Regions from separate parts of the Mus musculus genome. Here regions 1, 2, 4 and 5 are each linked to region 3. The links are chromatin contacts, called in public HiChIP or PLAC-seq and promoter capture Hi-C maps. All regions are on one chromosome and are shown on one strand. Each heading gives the region's core, a stretch centred on a gene start, on an enhancer-like site or on the middle of the called end of the contact. The rest is flanking DNA. Distances are from core to core; before and after follow the strand shown. Region 1 has its middle 61 kb from the start of Gm33429. Region 2 has its middle 36 kb from the start of Akr1d1. Region 3 holds the start of Atp6v0a4 (ATPase, H+ transporting, lysosomal V0 subunit A4). Region 4 overlaps Creb3l2 (cAMP responsive element binding protein 3-like 2). Region 5 overlaps Creb3l2 (cAMP responsive element binding protein 3-like 2).

Region 1 (3,335 bases), core at 674-3,173, 530 kb before region 3:
TTAATCAGGTTTTTTTCCCCCCTCAATGTCTGTTAGCTCGGCCATATTGTAAGTGAGCATTGCTTTGATTAAGGATTCTACTTGAGATCAAAATTATAAATTAAAACAAAGAATCAAACTATGATTTGGAGGTCCCCTGAAAAACTAAGACTTCACCATGTATGTGCAGTATAATGATTATCATAAGGATGAAACTGAGACCACCCACTTGGAAAAATAGGCTGAAAAGGAAAAAATTACACTATTAGCAGCTGTAAGAAAATGAGTAGATTTCTCGTCTCTCTGCTTTCTGAAGCTTTCACCGTTTTAGTGAGAATGTATTACTGTCAGAAACACGGAAGTATGAAAGTACTTGTCACGTGTTTATCTATGAGGGCAAGTTCATTCTTTCCCACATGTCAGGTTACAGATGTAAGCCCTAGAGCATCTTGTTTCAAGTCATGAGCTTTCTGATCTGAACTGTTTTAATTCATGACGATTGCTAACTAGGTTGTCAAACGCTTACAAAAGGAAAGAGTAGAAAGAAAATCTTTTGCAAAGAAATCTGTAAATAAGAGATTCCTGATGAAACTGTTCTTATCTGGGATCCTTGAGGAATGCTAGCATTACATAAGCATGTGGGAAGAGAGAAATGTCACACATGATATGATGCAAAACTCAATTTCCTATTACTCCATTAAAAAAAAATCTAGTAGGAGGACCATGGTATATTTGTATATAATTCATTGACAAAGCTGATTTAATAATCATGTGTTTTTCACACATGTTAGTATTTTATAAGTCCTACCCCCGACCCCTAGTTCCGGCCCTGATCCACCCTGTCCCAGCCCCAGCACCAGGTCCCACCCCTGTCCCAGCCCCAGGCCCCTTCACCTTGCTTTAATCTTCTGCATAAGCAGAAAAGGAGGAAGGAGAGGAAGGGAAGAAGAAATTGAGTTTGGTAATCCTCGACCAGGATGCCAGCCGTTCTGAGGCGATATTATCAGTCGCATTATCGGTTCTAGAAAAAGCATGCTCAGTAACATGAAAACATGCTCAAATTATATAAGCATGTGCAAATTGTTATGATACTGAGCAAGATCGTGGATAGATATATCCAGTGATTCACAAGCAAAACCTCCGTTGTTTCTCAATTTGGGGAATGATATTCTCCAAAATGTTTATTTGTTTCCAGTCTTTTTTGCTCCATTGTTGCTTTTAATAACATTTTTAGGCCAGCAATTTACTTAAAGAGAAGAAAGAACTGAGTGCACAGAACTGTCCTCTGACCTAAGGACATAAATGTGTCTACTGAAGTATTTTATCATGAGTATAACGACAACCCCAGTACACAAATTCCTTCATTTGCTCGTGGCAGTTTCTTAGAGTTTTTCTCTTCTCTTTCTCCACTCTAACTGGAGGAACACCACTATTTCCATCATCGCTGACCAGAAGGCTCCTCATCTGACTTTAAAAGTCTGAAAGACTGAGTGTTGGAAAAGAATAATCTCAATGTTGCAGGAAGGATCACATGAATAGTGAGGAAGTAACTCCAAGGCGATTTCCTTTTGCAAAGAGAGTGCATCACATCCCGAACAGGGCCAGCACGGGAGCCTGATGGTCATCCCTAGAGAAAGGCGGCAGCGACAGTTGGTTATTTCTCTTCGATTGGGCGGTCAACCTCGCAGACTAGTTCTGATTGGCTAATTTGGAAAGCTGCAGGAAGGAAGCAAAGGAAAGAAGAGAGGGACGGGCTACTGTCCAATCCATCCGTTCCAGGGATTTAGCAGGTCTTGTGCATAAACAAAAGTTTTACCAGGTAGAGTTTGAATCCCTTCACACATACATTTTTACAAGGTAAGAGAGGTTTTGTAGAATACTGGTGCTTGGCAGGCTAGCTGCCTTTGATGGGGGAAGGGAGGATTTCTCAAGAGCAAAGGTCAGGGGAGGCCACTAGGGGAGCCCAAGTCTATCTTTGTTTTAGCTCGGGCACTGTGAATAACAAACGCCCTCTTCTCAAAAGGAGGCAGAATATGGGAAAAGATCCTTCTCAAGTCTGATTTCTCATAATCTCCGAAAGGAAAGCCTTCTACATCCTGCTTGCTAAGCCTCCCATAAGGAAAAATTACTATTCATTTGCCTACGCTCACACATTCACACAGTTTCCTCTGGATTCTAATCTTCTCGTAATGGAGAACAAAGGTCTTCACAGTACTACTAGGCTTTGCCCTCTAGTTCAGGTTTAGAAACCGCTGGGCTCTCTTGCCTCTGGGCGAGCCTGTCTACTGCATTTCACAGAGGAGGAAGAAACGAAAAGCAGAGGAAAGACTGTATAGCCCTAAGCTTTTTTTCTTCACTTCTGTACGATCTGCCTAGGAATCCCCAAAGCAAGTAGAAGATAAATAAGCCCTGGTCTATTCTTCCTTTGTTTGAGATTTAACTCTCAAGGAGATTTCCTTCAAGGATTGGATTTGAGGAGGCCTTTTCACTTTGTATAGATGATTTGAGCAGATCATTTGCATCTATAAAGGGACGGAGGAAACCCTGAATGGTGGCCACTTCTATAGAAGAAACAGTGAAGGAGCTTCGTGAATTTATTCTACCCTGCGCATGGGAAAAGCACAGAGTAGAGTTTTCAGGGCCCAAATATCATCCCTAAATAGCTATAGCTCTCTTTGCAATCGCTTCACGTCACCAGTTTCAAAGCTACAATCCCCGGAAAACAAAAATTCCAGATAGTCTTAGTCATATTCTCTCTCTCTCTCTCTCTCTCTCTCTCTCTCTCTCTCTTCGTGTGTGTGTGTGTGTGTGTGTGTGTGTGTGTGTGTGTGTGATCCAGTATTAAATACAATATTAACCCAGTGTAACCAGCAAGTCAAGAAAAATGATAACTACAAACTGAAAACCTTGGAGCCTCTTCTATCAACAGATTTCTTTCACAAATCAGATACTGCTCAAGCTATATGTTCTCATTTGTTCTCAGTTAAGTGATGCTCCCCTTATTAAAGCCAAGTAGACTTTCCTAAGAGAAATAACAAAATAAAATGCAGAGCAACTGAACAACAACAACAAAAAAAAATGATTACAATTAAGGAGATAATAAAGAGGAAAAGAAGAGCAGACATAAATCACAACAAATGGAACAGAGGCAAGATCCAAGTTATAATACCATACAGGTCTATTTATGATTTATATATCATGGGCTAGGAGGATTTTTTTTTTTCACTGTGGAGGAGGGGCTGTGAACAAAGAGTGCTCATGCACACCCGGGGAACAGTGTCAGATTTCACACACAGAGACAGCAGAGACTCTGCGGACCCGAGTAACACAGCAGCTCTCCACACTGACAGACAGAA
Region 2 (3,135 bases), core at 467-2,966, 630 kb before region 3:
GTTTTAGTGCAGATGTGCAGGGTACCACGGCTTCTATTAGAAGACAAAGTTTCTAAAACAGTATTTTGGTTCTATATGAGAACAGAAAGGGCAGTGGCTGATCTGAATCCCCACCAGGAACCAATAGGCAGCTTGGCTCACACTACTTCTACTGTCAGAGACTTGAAGCTATGGGCCCTAGGAGAGATCAGGCAGGTTGAAAGGCTATATAAATGTTCCTGTTATTGTGAAGTAAACTCATGGGGCATCATTGAACTTCAACCACATGTATGAGTTTCCCCCATAGAATTAACACATCACTGAACCCTTTGATGCTAGTGCAAGTGGCTTGAAGAATTAATTCCACTTTAGGCTCTCATTAATCAGGGGTGGCCAGAATTTGTCTTTTCACCCCAAAAAGAGGGTGATGTTTTGTGTTTCACAGTGGACAGCCAACTAGAGCCAAAATGAGCCTATGCTGGACACAACATGATCAGGCTCAGGACATGACAGTGGCTACACCTCCAACTATAAAAGCTGGTCCTTCCATCAGACACTTTGACTACTCACAGTCTCCAAATGACACAGGATACACATGTTCATAAGTCATGTTATTCATATATTCATGTACGAATGCAAACACATACAGTGTGACTCCCATAAAACATCCTCAGGCCAGGAATTGTCTCCAAGGACAGAGCTCGGATAATTCAGCTAAAGGTTTAAAGTTTTTCACAAATAACCACTGAACTTTACAGCATTCTGGGTCACTACAGAGAGTGCACAGTGGCCGACAGGTATGGGTGCCCAGCAATCACAAGCGATGGGTGTCAGCCATGTTTTAGATCTGCCATCCCATCATGAGGAAGAATGGAAACTTGGTGGTTGAGAGCTTGCAGCTCCAGCACATGGAAAGCATGGACTTCACAAAGAGTCTCAGGTCAAAGCAGAAATAACAAACCCAGACCAACACTGTGTATAAGCCCACTACGGGCACATGAGGACAGAAGGCTTTGAATATGTCTGGAAAACCTGCTCATTCACTGTCACACTTATTCAGGTGAAAGGCTCACTGAGGCTGGGACAAGTAAAAGCAGGTGTTCCCAGGATATCTGCACCTCACAAGCTGGGCTCTGCCTGCAATGTGATGTATTGTGATCAGCAACCCTGTACATGTTTATTCACTATTTATCTATGTAATTGTGCACTGTTCCATTCAAAACCAAGTGTCACTGACATTGTAGGCAAGCACTCAGCTAATAGCCTGCAAATTAACACAAGCTAAAATATTAATGGTGCACAGAGGTGAAGCAGAAACAGTGTGTGGTTACATTTAGATACAGGGGGCAGAAGATGGCACCCTGCAGACTGAGGGGCAACAATACACCAAGCTCACAACAGAGAATCTGAGACAATGAGGCAGGGGATGCGGTTCAGACATTTGAGTTGAGGAAGCCGCCATGTCCACTGTTTCCTCCTCTCAAGGACAAAGTGACTTTTGAAAAGATGGAGGCCTACCAAGAGATAAATATGGGTGATTCTCAGGAAGCTCTCTGAGAAACACTTCCAGCTACTTCTTCAAATCTAAGTGTGTCCAAGGATGCTTGGAACAGTTTTGTAGAGAGTTGATAGATGACTGAGCACTGGATTCCCCTTGTTATTCTCAGAGTTAACTGAGATGAGGCCTCTGTGACCTCACAGGGTAAACCCCTGTCCTAATATCAATAGTTTCTTAGTCTGAGGACAACTCAGAGCCCAGCAAGAGGGCTGTGATTCACAGTGAGCACATGTGTCTGCTAAGGTTTGGACTGTTTTCTGGGAAGAACATGACCTGAATAACTCACTCATGTGCAGCACTTCTTCATTGGGATCCTTATGAGATAGGAAGACTAAATGTAGTGAGAGACATGACGTGTTCTGCCTGAGGACAGCGCATCCTAAGAAGAACTAAAAGCAGCAGTTATCAGAAGTCTCATAGCAATAGTACTGACCACTAAAGAAAACAGATTCAGAAAACTCCTCCCCTTACCAGGGAGAGAGGACTTGGAATGATGCCACACAGGTGTATCTGCCCAGGACTTGAGCCCCCAGCCTAGGACAGGAAGGAGGGAACAGTGCTATTGCCATACTCACATTTGACCATCACTCATAGCTTATCCAGGGAAGGAGGCAAAGCATCCCTGGCACTGGTGTCTGATCTTCCCTGAGGACTTCAGTCCCTGGCAGTAGCAATCTTTGCATGTGTACACAGAAAGCTGCCACAATATGGGACAAACATTAATGTCACTATCACAGGAAACACCATGACAGTACCCTCTCCTCTCATTCTATACTAATATACATTTGTCTTTGTTTTGAATTAAGATGTGCATTATACCCTTCCAAGTTCCTCCACTGACACATGGGTCCTTGAGAGAATGTCCTAGATTGAAGGAAATGGCCTTAAGTCAACTTAGTCAAACATAGATAACTCACCACATAAGTATCTGTGGTCATTGTTTAACTTCCTGAAATTTGTCATGCTTTGTGTTGCTTGCCTTTAAAAGTCACCGATAAAATACACTCATTGCTGGCACAGTGTTGGCCAGTAGCCCTCCCATATCTGTCTCTTGTATCTTCTTTCTGTGTTTTTAATAATCATTCTCACTTCCAAGTTGTGGTTTTCTCAGTGACTGACCAGCAGGCTCCAGTAGAATGGTGTCCAGTGGGAGGCTCAGCTATGGGAGACAAAGTGAAGGATACCATGAAAAAAGAGGAGGAGGAGGAGGAGGAGGAGGAGGAGGAGGAGGAGGAGGAGGAAAGAAAAATGGGAATAACCGTATGCTTTTTGTGCAAAAGCTTAATATGCTTTGCTAAAGAAGGGTAACAACAATTACATAATATTTTAGATTTTGTAGAAAAAGTTTGTTCTTGGTTTCTTGAGGAAACAATAAATTTAGTAACTGTTTTAGTTAGGGTTTTACTGCTGTGAACAGACACCATAATCAAAGCAACTCTTATAAGGACAACATTTAATTGGGGCTGGCTTACAGGTTCAGAGGTTCAGTCCATTATCATCAAGGCACAAGCATGGCAGCATCCAGGCAGTCATGGTGCAGGCAGAGCTGACAGTTCTATATCTTCATATAAAGGCTACTATGAGGAGACTGGCTTCCA
Region 3 (3,239 bases), core at 17-2,516:
GTAGAAACGTAACTGACAAACAGAAGGGCAGGCTCAGTCACTAAATCACACACCCATACCAGGCTTTAAGTGCCCGTTTGAGATCAGCAAACCGTGATTGTCAAGTTGCAGTCTTGATGCCACAGGTGGCCCAATTCCTTCTGCGGTTTTGTATAGTAACACGAATCGCCTAGCACGAGGGTGCAGAAAGTCAGAGCATGGACCTCAACCGAGTCAGAGACAAGCTGGCATCCTGGAGCAGCCTGGCAGAGCAAGCTTCCCTGATAACCCTACTCCTGTCTCCCTCCTCTCTGCTCCACAGTGCGCTGTGCAGAGATGGGAGCAAAGCCCAGAGCCTTTCTCTTAACCGTTTCAGAACCAGCGCCCTGGTGCTCGGCATGACTGAGTTAATGACCAGAACTCTTGGTTCCTCTAGCACCTCCTGTTTCTTTCCTTACCACCGTGACAGAACTTTAAAGTCTGGCTTTAACTTAGCCCTGTAACGGCGCATTTGGGAGTCAAGTCATGAGTACTTGATATCTGGTGGGCATGAGAAAAGACATCGGTGATCCTCCATGTAATCCCTGGAAGTGGCCCTGGAGCAGGGAAACACAGGAGGAGGCAAAGCAGGCAGCCTGCATTGTGACCTGTCCAGTGGGACACCAACCTGGGAGGAGCATATCAGACACAGACATTCATTGCTCCCCTTGCGTCCTGGCTGGCTCTCAACCGTGTTCCCAAAGGCATTTACTATTCTCTTTCTACACGTCAATGCTGCTGTGTGTTCTTAAGATAATTGCTGAGTGTCCTGTTACACACACAGGCGTGAATTAACACTGTACCGTGACGTTTCAGTTTTCAAGTCTTTTTAACATGGACAAAAGAATTCCAGTTTAGACACCCACAATCACCACCAACCCCTTCCAGCACCCTCCCCCACAAAATAAGCCACCTGAAATGTGCCCGTTCTTGTTTACGAGGTGATGAGTGTAAGCCTATATACTTCATGGGAAGTAGAAACCCTCTCACCTGTTCCAGGAATGCCTGCAATGGGCTGGACTAAATGACGACGTTCAGTGGACTGTCCCACACAGACGTATTTGTGCTCATGGGTGTAGAAGCAGCCTTCCTTGTACTCCCACCTGGACCAGATGTGGACAAGCAGGCTCTGATGACTTTGGAGGTAGAAATGACATGGCGAGGACTCTGCTAGTGGGAAACTTAGTGTGTACTATGACAGGAACACTCTGTCCTGCTCCTAGAACCTTGACCCAACATCTTTCTAAGTGTCTGATTCCCACCTAAGAATCCAGGATGAAAGGGCCAAGGGAGGCCTAAGGAATGATTAACTTGTGAAGTCCTGCCAACGTAGACTAGTGTCCTGGGGACTGGCTTGGTTACTGGAACACTCACCAAGATCTGAAATAGCAGTGAACACTCTGTATACAAGAAAGCAGGGAATTACTGGTTTTGGCTGGAAGCCTTCCAGGCACACTTGCACCTGTGCTTTGGGTCACTGGCCTCATGCCTTCAAAAATTCTGCTTGGCAAAATCCTACTGCTTAAAAGTCACGTGCCATCAAAATCAACACAAACTCCGAAAGTAAATTAAAAACTGGAGGAAAAAATGGAGGTATAGATGATGAAGCCCGATGTAACTTATCCACAACCTGCTGTAACCAAGGAGGCTCAAGGTCTGCTATAAGCTAAGCTCTGCAAGGCCCAGCTTAGCACCACTCAAGTACTTTAGAGCAGACATCAGCAGTTCCTGGTACTCTGACCTCCCTTTCCCCACACCAGGGCTCTTGCTCAGCGGATCTTCACCAGCCTGGACATTTGCTAGCTCTGTTACTAGACAGGTTCCCTCCCAACACTATTTCTTCTTAAGACCGAAGTCACTTGGACAAAAGACCCAATTCCTAAACCCTTCCCCTGGACAACTGTGAGGCTTATCTAGCGCTGTGGCTTGGGTAACATCAAAGTGGCTTCTGCAGCTGGCTTCTGCCCTAAAGACTCATCAATCCCAAACATGTAATTTCTTTGACTTCTGAATATTCAACACACCTGTGCCTTTTGCATTTTATGGGTATCTAAGCCACCCTGCTTATCTATAGCATCCATCTTTTATACCTGTCTGTACTATCCAGCTTAGATTCTAAAATCTCTTGGAAGTCAGGACTCATGTCTGCTGACTCATCTAGTGTCAGGAAGTTGGGAGCAAAAAAAGAAAAAAAAAAAAAAAAGATGCTTCACAGGTGACCTCTGAAACTGACAGAGGACCTGGTAAGTTTGAAACAACACAGCAGTAGGAGGAGTCACATGGGGCTTTGCTCTCATTTGTCTTGCTCTGATTACTGATGGGTGAACCCAGCCACTGGTAGATCACACATCACCCATGGCAGGACATCTACACAGAAAGCCTCTGACATGCTCACAGTGACCGAGGCGCCCTCCTCAAGGGTTGTTTTCAAGTAGGATCACACCTGATTTTTAGAAGCAGAGATCATATGAGGTGTCAGGTCGGGGAGGTTATGGTCTTGTTAACAAGAATGACATACAGAAGGAATCGGACACATGAAATCAGCAACAAAGGAGACTGCAAAAAAGCACTTCTCCAAGCACTCTGTCCTAAAAATGCTGACTTAAATTTGCAGTTTGTGTTTCTCAACAGAACTTCTAAAATTAGAAGGAAAGGACAGACATTAAACTTAACTTTCATTTTGGAGCACTTTAATAATTAATACATGTTGAGGACGACGTTTTTTAGGGGAGCACACTGGATGATTGACTGGACGCCTGCAGGACGTGGCATGTTTCACAGCAGTTTAAGGATGGTCAACCTGCTGTGCCAGTTGTTTAGGGGAAATGAGTGCAAACTGAGTGTGCTTTAAATAACCAACAACTAACTGAGCACTGGCGCCCCCACAGAGCCTGCATGCCACACTCCACTCCACCTTTGGTTGTGACACCCTTTAAAGTTGTATCTGTTCTAAGAGTAAAAATACAGGTAGAATCCCTTCATCATTTCAAAGGCATCAAAATTGCTGTTTTTGTTGTATCCTCTGACACCGAGGCTCATTTTGGCATTGTACAAAGGAGGTACCATTAGGATGCTTGATGTCCAAAACATTCATGACATAAGGTGAGAAAGAGCCATTTATTCTGTGTGTTGATTTGCATTCATCACACAATGTCATACTAAAACTCTGCCTGGATATTTGAGACTTGGTTAGAGAGGCCTGGAAAGAGGATCTTCCAGCT
Region 4 (3,352 bases), core at 155-2,654, 700 kb before region 3:
TGCTTGCTCATCCATCTCTAACTCCAAGAACGCCTACCTAGCTCCTGTCCCTGTTGACCCAATGTTTATTCACTAGTCCGTGGATTTGCACAATGGGATTCCTCCTCTGGCCCTAGCTATCCCATACGTCTGGGACTAAAATCATGCACTTTCCATACACCAGAGAGAAATCCACCCCACACAGGTAGGAATACATGCCTTGTAGACGATACCCTCCAAAACACTGTGGCTGCCAAGTCCTTGTTGTGAAAGAGGTCACTCTGAGAGTAGAAAAACCCCTAGTTCAAGGCTGCTAGAAGCAGAAACAAGGGAAGAAGGTGGAAGGCAGGCCCAAGAACAAGGAGGAGGAGTGCAAAGGCACAGAGGGACCAAGAGAGAAAGGAAAGAGCAGTGGCCATGTGGAAGAGGTGGGCAGGGATGGTGGCAAATTCCTCTTGCATGCCTCAAGGACTATGGAGTGAGTGTCCTGGGGTCAGGAGTGCCTCAGCCCTCAGCCAGGCCCAGTCTCTGCATCTACACTCTTCAAGTACACTCTTGTTTGCCAGGTTTTGAAGGGCTTTTAAGTGACTTAAAGGGAACTTAACAATTCGAGGTCAAATAAAATTCAAAATGGGTGTAGAAAAGAATTAGCAATACCAAGAACAAGGAAAGAAGTTAAAAGAAGCAAGGGGCTGGAAAATACTCCCGTCTGAACCGCAATCAACTCAGAAACGTCCACTGACGCTCCAAATCAGAGAGCCTGCAACAGCCCGCCAGCCAAGGTCAGTGTACCGGACCAGAGGGGAAATGGTGTCTTTACTCAGGGACCTGTGAGTGAGTACAGGGCCAGAGCCCACCACTGATGGTCAGAAAGGTCACTTTCAACCTGTTAGAATCCCAAGAACGTGTTAAGAGGCCTTTAATTAGCAACACGATGTAACATGGCTGCTTTTTTTTTTTAACATTCATGAGAGGTGCCAATACACAGTCTATATCTAATATCCTAGAGAGCATTCCAGAGGTTTCCAGTCCAATTCAAGTCTCGGAGTACTTTGAAAGCCACTGGCTTATAGTCTCAGAGTACTTTGAGAGCCACTGGCTTATAGTCACCCGAGTACTCTAACACCCCTGTGCATCAGTGGCTTAGGCTGCTCTTGCAGGGAAAACACACCAGGTTTCTGGCCGGTTACAGCACTATTTCCAACCAACAAAACTGCTTACTGTCAAAGCAGGATTCCCATCCACCACATAGGAGAGCTTTACAAATGCCTGTTCCAAGTCCACTCCCCTGCAGCCAACATCTGGCCCTGGTTACTCTGACTCCATGGCCTTTCTTTCTTCTCCCATTCACCTCTTGGGTGCCTCTTCGTTGCAACTGTAGCTGTGAGCCCTCTTAGCCTGCACTCCTCAGGGGCAGGGCTGAGCCTTACAAGGAACGGTTTTTGCGATCATTCCAGAGGGCCGGATTCCAGGCCCTGCACTCAGAGGCAGCCCCTTAATTATTGTTGGCCAGCCGCTTTTCCTGAGAAAGCATAATCACGCCTTTTGATTCCTACACACAACACCGCCTGTTTCCCTGTTCCCCACATCTCCAGTTCCACCCATGTTCCAGCCACAGTTAACAGGTCAGAACAAGCACCCACCCAGAAGTATCCAAAGGACCACTGAGGATTTCGTCCCCGTCCTCTGAAGGAAGCAGTCCCTCCATCTGTTGGGTGAAGGGACTGTGATCAGCTCCCAGCTCGTCTCTAGACCAATGACTGCGTAAGCCTGGTCAAATGGGACTCTGATGTCACAACAGACACTGCTGCTTGGCCATGGGGTATCCACCTTTCTCATCCAGGTTTCATCCTGGGTAGAAAGACGCTCAGCTATAATGAAAGCCTTCTTTCTGGCCACTCTTTTGGGAGAGGTGGTCAAAGAAAGGCAAGTGGGCTTCTGATGAAGGTAGAGGAATCCTTGGCTTCTCAATCCAGGCTTTCCTGATTCACCTTTCCACTTCCTTCCATCAGTGTAAGCATAGGTTGCAAAGGACGCAGCTGACTTTGCAGTCATAAAAACAAAGGTCTCTGTGATAAAGATGGAAGAATAAATGCATAGGAAAATTCCAGGCCCGTGAACACTGGCCAGTAACTACAAGAGCCCTGGAGGACTTAGAAGGAGCACTCTTGGTTCATGGCATAAGTAGGTTCTTAACCTGTTTAAATTGCTGGGCTTTCAAGATGGTCACCAATGTGCTTGTGATTTTTATAGTTTTTAAATTGTGACGGGTGTGGGGGTTTTTTGGTTTGTTTGTTTGTTTTATTTTTCTAAAAGCAAATTGGCTGGGGTGAGTTTCTTAAGTGAGCAGTAAAAGAGAAAAGTCTCTCAATCAGGGGATTTCTCTATCAGTTGGCAAAGACCATTTCATGAAAGACCAAAGACATCAGAAAGCCTCCTGTTGGAGGCTGCTTGGGTACCTGCTTAAAACATGTCAGCTGTGTAGCCAAGGGCTCACTCTCTCACGGTCAACGCCAAGAACCACAGTGACATTTTCGTGAAAATAAAAAGCGTAACTTCCGAGGGAGATGGAAATTTAGACACAGGCTTCTAGAAGCTTCTTCCTGAAGCTTCACTGAATGTGTCAGGAGACACTGTAGGAAAGGGCCCATCCATAGGGAGGCGTCTCCGTGACTTTCTGTTGTATGATGGGGTTAACGGGTCCAGATGAAAGGAAAGAGAGATACCATCTTACAGCCCAGGTCTCAGGAGGCTCTCTGAGGAGGAGAACAACTCAACTTCCATGGACACGTATTTATTATTTTTGACAGGATGTAACCCTGACTGACCTCAAAACTGTGATGACCCGGTTATCCCTTCCTCCTAAGTGTTTAGATTACAGGCATGTACTACCACTTGAGGCTATTTTTATGACCTTCTTCAGAAAGTTCAAGACTGGATGCAGCCCAGAGGAACTCCATGTGACTTCCTTGTCCTCACTCCTGTTCCTCAGTGCCATGGTAGAACAGCTCTGCTGGGAAGCTGGGGGTAGGGAAGGAGTGTCATAAAATGGAGGGGTTATGAGCTTTGTGAAGCTGTGGGTTGTAGTCCCACATGGGTCACTCAACCACGATTATGGTCCCCCTCCTCCACTCTTCTCATGCTAACAGATTCCTCTAAATAGCAAGGAAAGCTATTTGCATAAGGTAAACATGAAGTTGGTAATCTCAGTGTCGAGTAATGGACAGTTGCTCCAGCGGCTGACAGGTATCTTGTCCCCTCTTGCTGTAACTCTGTGGTGGTTTGAATATGCTCAGGCCCATAGGTAGTGATACTGTTAGGAAATGTGGCCTTGTTGGAGGAAGTGTGGGGGTGGGCTTTGGAGACACACCAT
Region 5 (3,170 bases), core at 527-3,026, 740 kb before region 3:
GCAGCACAAACAAGTTCCATTTGCTTTCTGCTTGCGTCATTGACATCTACAGCTGCAAATGACCCCCAAATGTGTGTCTGAGTAATTTCTGAACTAGCCTCAGAGCCTGACCAAAAGCCTTTGCTGCCCCTGTTGGGGTAACAAGAACATACAGTGATGTTTACCTTCCATGTTCAATGTTTGGAGCTTTTCTGAAGACAGAGAGCTCCCACCCCATTACTCTATCTTCCCAAGGCTAGGGCAAGCCATAGGGTGGAGACAGCAATTGGAAGGAGCAAGGCAGGATTTCTGGTCTCTGGCTTGCTTTCTGACACTTCCAACACCACCCCCCACCTCCACATCAGTACCAGAGGGCTAGCAACTCAGATTCCTAGTTTTTGCAAAGAAATGCTTTTAGAAGTTTAACTTGGACCCCATCAGCAGGACCATCTCCTTATGGTAACAGAGAGAGCTCCTAGGATTCTCCTAGAGCAGCAGAGCCTTGAGAGACAGTGAAGGCCTTTTGGTTTATTTTGAGCCTGTGTGTCCTTTTCTTGCTTCTACTTTAGCAAGGAGTTGAATCTGACCTTCATTACTGAAAGCCATTCAAAATCACGATGGAGCTAACCACTCGATGCTAAAGCAATATGGAATCTGTAGTTCTCTTCTCTCCAATTATTAAGGGGAGCCATACAGACTTGTGGAGTGTGGAGAGCAGCCGTCTTCATGGCCAGCCCCTTCTTCTTCCTTTCTCTCCTTTCATGGCAAAGTTCAGATGAATCACCTCCACCATTAGATCGGAGTGTTGGCAACACAGAGGGGTCCCATGCCTGGTCTGTCCTAGGTACCAGAGCCTAGAAAATCTACATTCTTAACTCTTCCACAATTAGCATACAGTCTCCAACACAGCTTAGTCTAAACTCAACTCACCCATAGGTGGAGTTAAATGGATTTAAATTTCTGATTTATCATCTTCTAGCTAAATTCTCTCAAGTGTCTCTTCCTGGATGTTGTTTGGTGCCTTGTTGATATTCCTTCCTGTATTCTTTAGTTTGCAATTTTTAGCCCCTTTATATTTTCATGATATAAGTAAATAAGGAGAGGGTTTTGGTCAATCTCTTCTAGAAATATCTACACACACACACACACACACTACAGCTTTTAGGTTCCTTCTACTCTTTAACAGAGAGTACACCCACACACCTCCACCCCCAGCTCCCATCTATTGCCAACCTTTGGGCTTTGCCCCAACATTCCAGGGTGTTCCTGATATCCTTCAGTGAAGACACAGTTAAGTTACTTGTTCTCACTATCTTGAGTCCACTGTAAGTGACTAACATCTGCCATTCCTGAACACTTGTGTATGATAACACAGCCTGGAAGTCAGAGACCAGTGATAACCACAGAAACTCTGAAAACCGTGTGTGCCAGTCTGATCATTCCAACCCGAGAGAAATAGAGGCCGAAAGTGGTACATGAGTCAGAGTCAAGGCTAGCCCAAACACGAGGTTCGACAAATGACTGCAGAGGCTCGCAAAACAATTCCACCCACCCCCAAGCCCCCTGCCACTCTGGAATTTTTACAGCTTTGCAATGCAATCTGACCTTTAACTCAAGACCTAATGCCAAAGGTGCCAGGTATGAAAAGGTAAAGGAGTCGTGGAGTTTGTACATTCCACAGACTCTGTTTTATTTATGAACCAACTATGTCAGAGGGCGGGGATGTCTCAGACGTACTAGGTACCATGTCTTGTTTAAGTGCTCACTGCCAGAGGCAGCTCCGTCACCGTAGATAAGAGCACCAGGAATTCCACAGCTCTGGCATTCATCCATGCAGTCTCTTGGTCCATTAGACTCTATGCATATGCGACCCCTCCCTCTGGAATGATGGAGGCTACCACACATCAGGGGACCTTAGCCTCGTGAAGCCATGTTTTTCCCTCACTGGACTCACGGATATGCTTGTGGGTTCTCCATCTGCAAATGGGAATAACTGAGAACTGAAGCTGAAAATGATTCCAAACAAGCAAATGACCCAAGCAACCACTTCTCTCCCGAGCATTCACAGGCTTCTTTTCTTGCCATTATTACCTAAACAACATGACGGACATCTATTTACATAGCATTATTCTGTAAGTTACTTAGAGATAATTTAAAGTACATAAGACATGTGTGTAGATTTATGCAAATATTGAGGCATTGTGCAAAAGACTTGAGTGTCTACAGATTTTGCTGATCTCAGAGGCCGTCTGGTCCTAGTCCTCCCTTAGGTCCTGAGAGATGGCTGTATGTTAAGTCAGCTCTGCTATCCTTAGCATCCAACCTTGGCTAAGTCACTGGTACTTTCTATCTCATCCAAAAATCAGAAATAAAATCTGCCTTTCAGACTTCTAGAGACAACAAATTCAACACACACATGTTGTAGGCATGCCATTTTGAACTCCTGCTCTTTTTGACTCTGCCTCCCAAGTGCTGGGATTATAGATATGCATGCATAGGTACCCCCCCACACACACACATACACACAGGTACAGAGTTTATGCAGTGGTCAGACCCCACTTGTGCATGCTATGTATCAACCCACGGCTTTGTGCATTTGAGGCAAGTGCTGTACCAACTTGCCACATCCCTGGCTGTCAGTCTATCAGTTTATAATGGATATATTTGCTTTTCCCCTTTCTGCAAAAGGCCCACATCTCGGCTCTCTAGCCATCTCTCTCCTTCCCTATGATTGCTTCTCCATCAATCAAATTTAATCACGTCCATTGTATTCCTTGGTGCTCTTCAAGCCAGGAATTATAATGTTATGCAACCCTCCCACCTGTGCTTTAAAATAATGTTTCCCTGTATTTTTTACCATATATATGTACAGCTGTGTGAGTGTTTTGCCTTTCACGTATGTCTATGCATCACATATATGCAGTGGTTCCTAGAGGCCAGAAGAGGGCCTTGGATTTCCCTGGCCTGAAGTTACAGATGGTTGTGAGTTTCCCTGTAGATGTGGAAATCAAATCTGGGTCCCCTGGAAGAGTAGCCAGTGCTTCTAACTGCTGAACCATCTCTCCAAACTTTTATGAGGGAACTGACCAGAGCTAAGCAGCATTGCCAAATTCCTGCTTGGGTGAATCTGAGGACCAAAAAAACCCTCAGATGACCTGAAGTAACCACTAAGAAGCCTGAGATATATATCC

What was found. Promoter capture Hi-C pulls out the DNA fragments that hold promoters and counts their contacts. HiChIP or PLAC-seq counts read pairs in DNA pulled down with a chosen protein or histone mark.
Region 1: a promoter capture Hi-C map of liver shows a contact between it and region 3, with 4 times the contacts expected there. The contact joins the enhancer-like site here to the promoter of Atp6v0a4 in region 3. A contact is called at or near these places in 14 of 39 promoter capture datasets (the 3T3-L1 cell line, 3T3-L1-derived adipocytes, the C10 cell line and 8 more), 1 of 15 datasets of contacts at CTCF or cohesin (pro-B cells), 3 of 484 Hi-C or Micro-C datasets (B cells, liver and neural progenitor cells) and 5 of 115 datasets of contacts at active chromatin or transcription factors (differentiating embryonic stem cells, embryonic stem cells, large pre-B cells and 1 more).
Region 2: a contact with region 3 is called in a FOXA1 HiChIP or PLAC-seq map of pancreatic cancer cells. The contact joins the enhancer-like site here to the promoter of Atp6v0a4 in region 3. A contact is called at or near these places in 14 of 39 promoter capture datasets (3T3-L1-derived adipocytes, the C10 cell line, cranial neural crest and 6 more), 1 of 15 datasets of contacts at CTCF or cohesin (pro-B cells), 1 of 115 datasets of contacts at active chromatin or transcription factors (pancreatic cancer cells) and 1 of 9 other capture datasets (adipose tissue).
Region 4: a promoter capture Hi-C map of the C10 cell line shows a contact between it and region 3, with 4 times the contacts expected there. The contact joins the enhancer-like site here to the promoter of Atp6v0a4 in region 3. A contact is called at or near these places in 7 of 39 promoter capture datasets (the C10 cell line, the HPC-7 cell line, cranial neural crest and 4 more) and 2 of 115 datasets of contacts at active chromatin or transcription factors (extraembryonic endoderm stem cells and pancreatic cancer cells).
Region 5: an HNF4G HiChIP or PLAC-seq map of pancreatic cancer cells shows a contact between it and region 3. The contact joins the enhancer-like site here to the promoter of Atp6v0a4 in region 3. A contact is called at or near these places in 10 of 39 promoter capture datasets (the 3T3-L1 cell line, 3T3-L1-derived adipocytes, the C10 cell line and 5 more), 1 of 115 datasets of contacts at active chromatin or transcription factors (pancreatic cancer cells) and 1 of 9 other capture datasets (embryonic stem cells).

Annotation. Positions count from the first base shown.
Region 1 is chr6:37,590,643-37,593,977 of GRCm38.p6, forward strand. No RefSeq gene overlaps it. Among named protein-coding and RNA genes, the nearest start is that of Gm33429, 61 kb to the left of the region's middle. Within about 2 kb of position 1,924, at least 120 of the 459 cell types and tissues checked have an H3K27ac peak or open chromatin away from gene starts, as enhancers often do. A contact at or near this core is called in 3T3-L1-derived adipocytes, B cells, embryonic stem cells and 5 more, where this site is marked.
Region 2 is chr6:37,492,710-37,495,844 of GRCm38.p6, forward strand. No RefSeq gene overlaps it. Among named protein-coding and RNA genes, the nearest start is that of Akr1d1, 36 kb to the right of the region's middle. Within about 2 kb of position 1,717, at least 9 of the 459 cell types and tissues checked have an H3K27ac peak or open chromatin away from gene starts, as enhancers often do. A contact at or near this core is called in pancreatic cancer cells, where this site is marked.
Region 3 is chr6:38,123,320-38,126,558 of GRCm38.p6, forward strand. Atp6v0a4 (ATPase, H+ transporting, lysosomal V0 subunit A4) reads right to left here and starts at 1,267. Exons shown (of 21, transcript NM_080467.3): 1 at 1,009-1,267. It overlaps D630045J12Rik (RIKEN cDNA D630045J12 gene), which reads right to left. Exons shown (of 20, transcript NM_194061.3): 20 at 1-3,239.
Region 4 is chr6:37,423,142-37,426,493 of GRCm38.p6, forward strand. The region is part of intron 1 of Creb3l2 (cAMP responsive element binding protein 3-like 2); the gene reads right to left. Among named protein-coding and RNA genes, the nearest start is that of Gm33275, 6.8 kb to the left of the region's middle. Within about 2 kb of position 1,405, at least 53 of the 459 cell types and tissues checked have an H3K27ac peak or open chromatin away from gene starts, as enhancers often do.
Region 5 is chr6:37,387,380-37,390,549 of GRCm38.p6, forward strand. All of the region lies in intron 1 of Creb3l2 (cAMP responsive element binding protein 3-like 2), which reads right to left. Among named protein-coding and RNA genes, the nearest start is that of Gm33275, 29 kb to the right of the region's middle. Within about 2 kb of position 1,777, at least 27 of the 459 cell types and tissues checked have an H3K27ac peak or open chromatin away from gene starts, as enhancers often do. A contact at or near this core is called in pancreatic cancer cells, where this site is marked.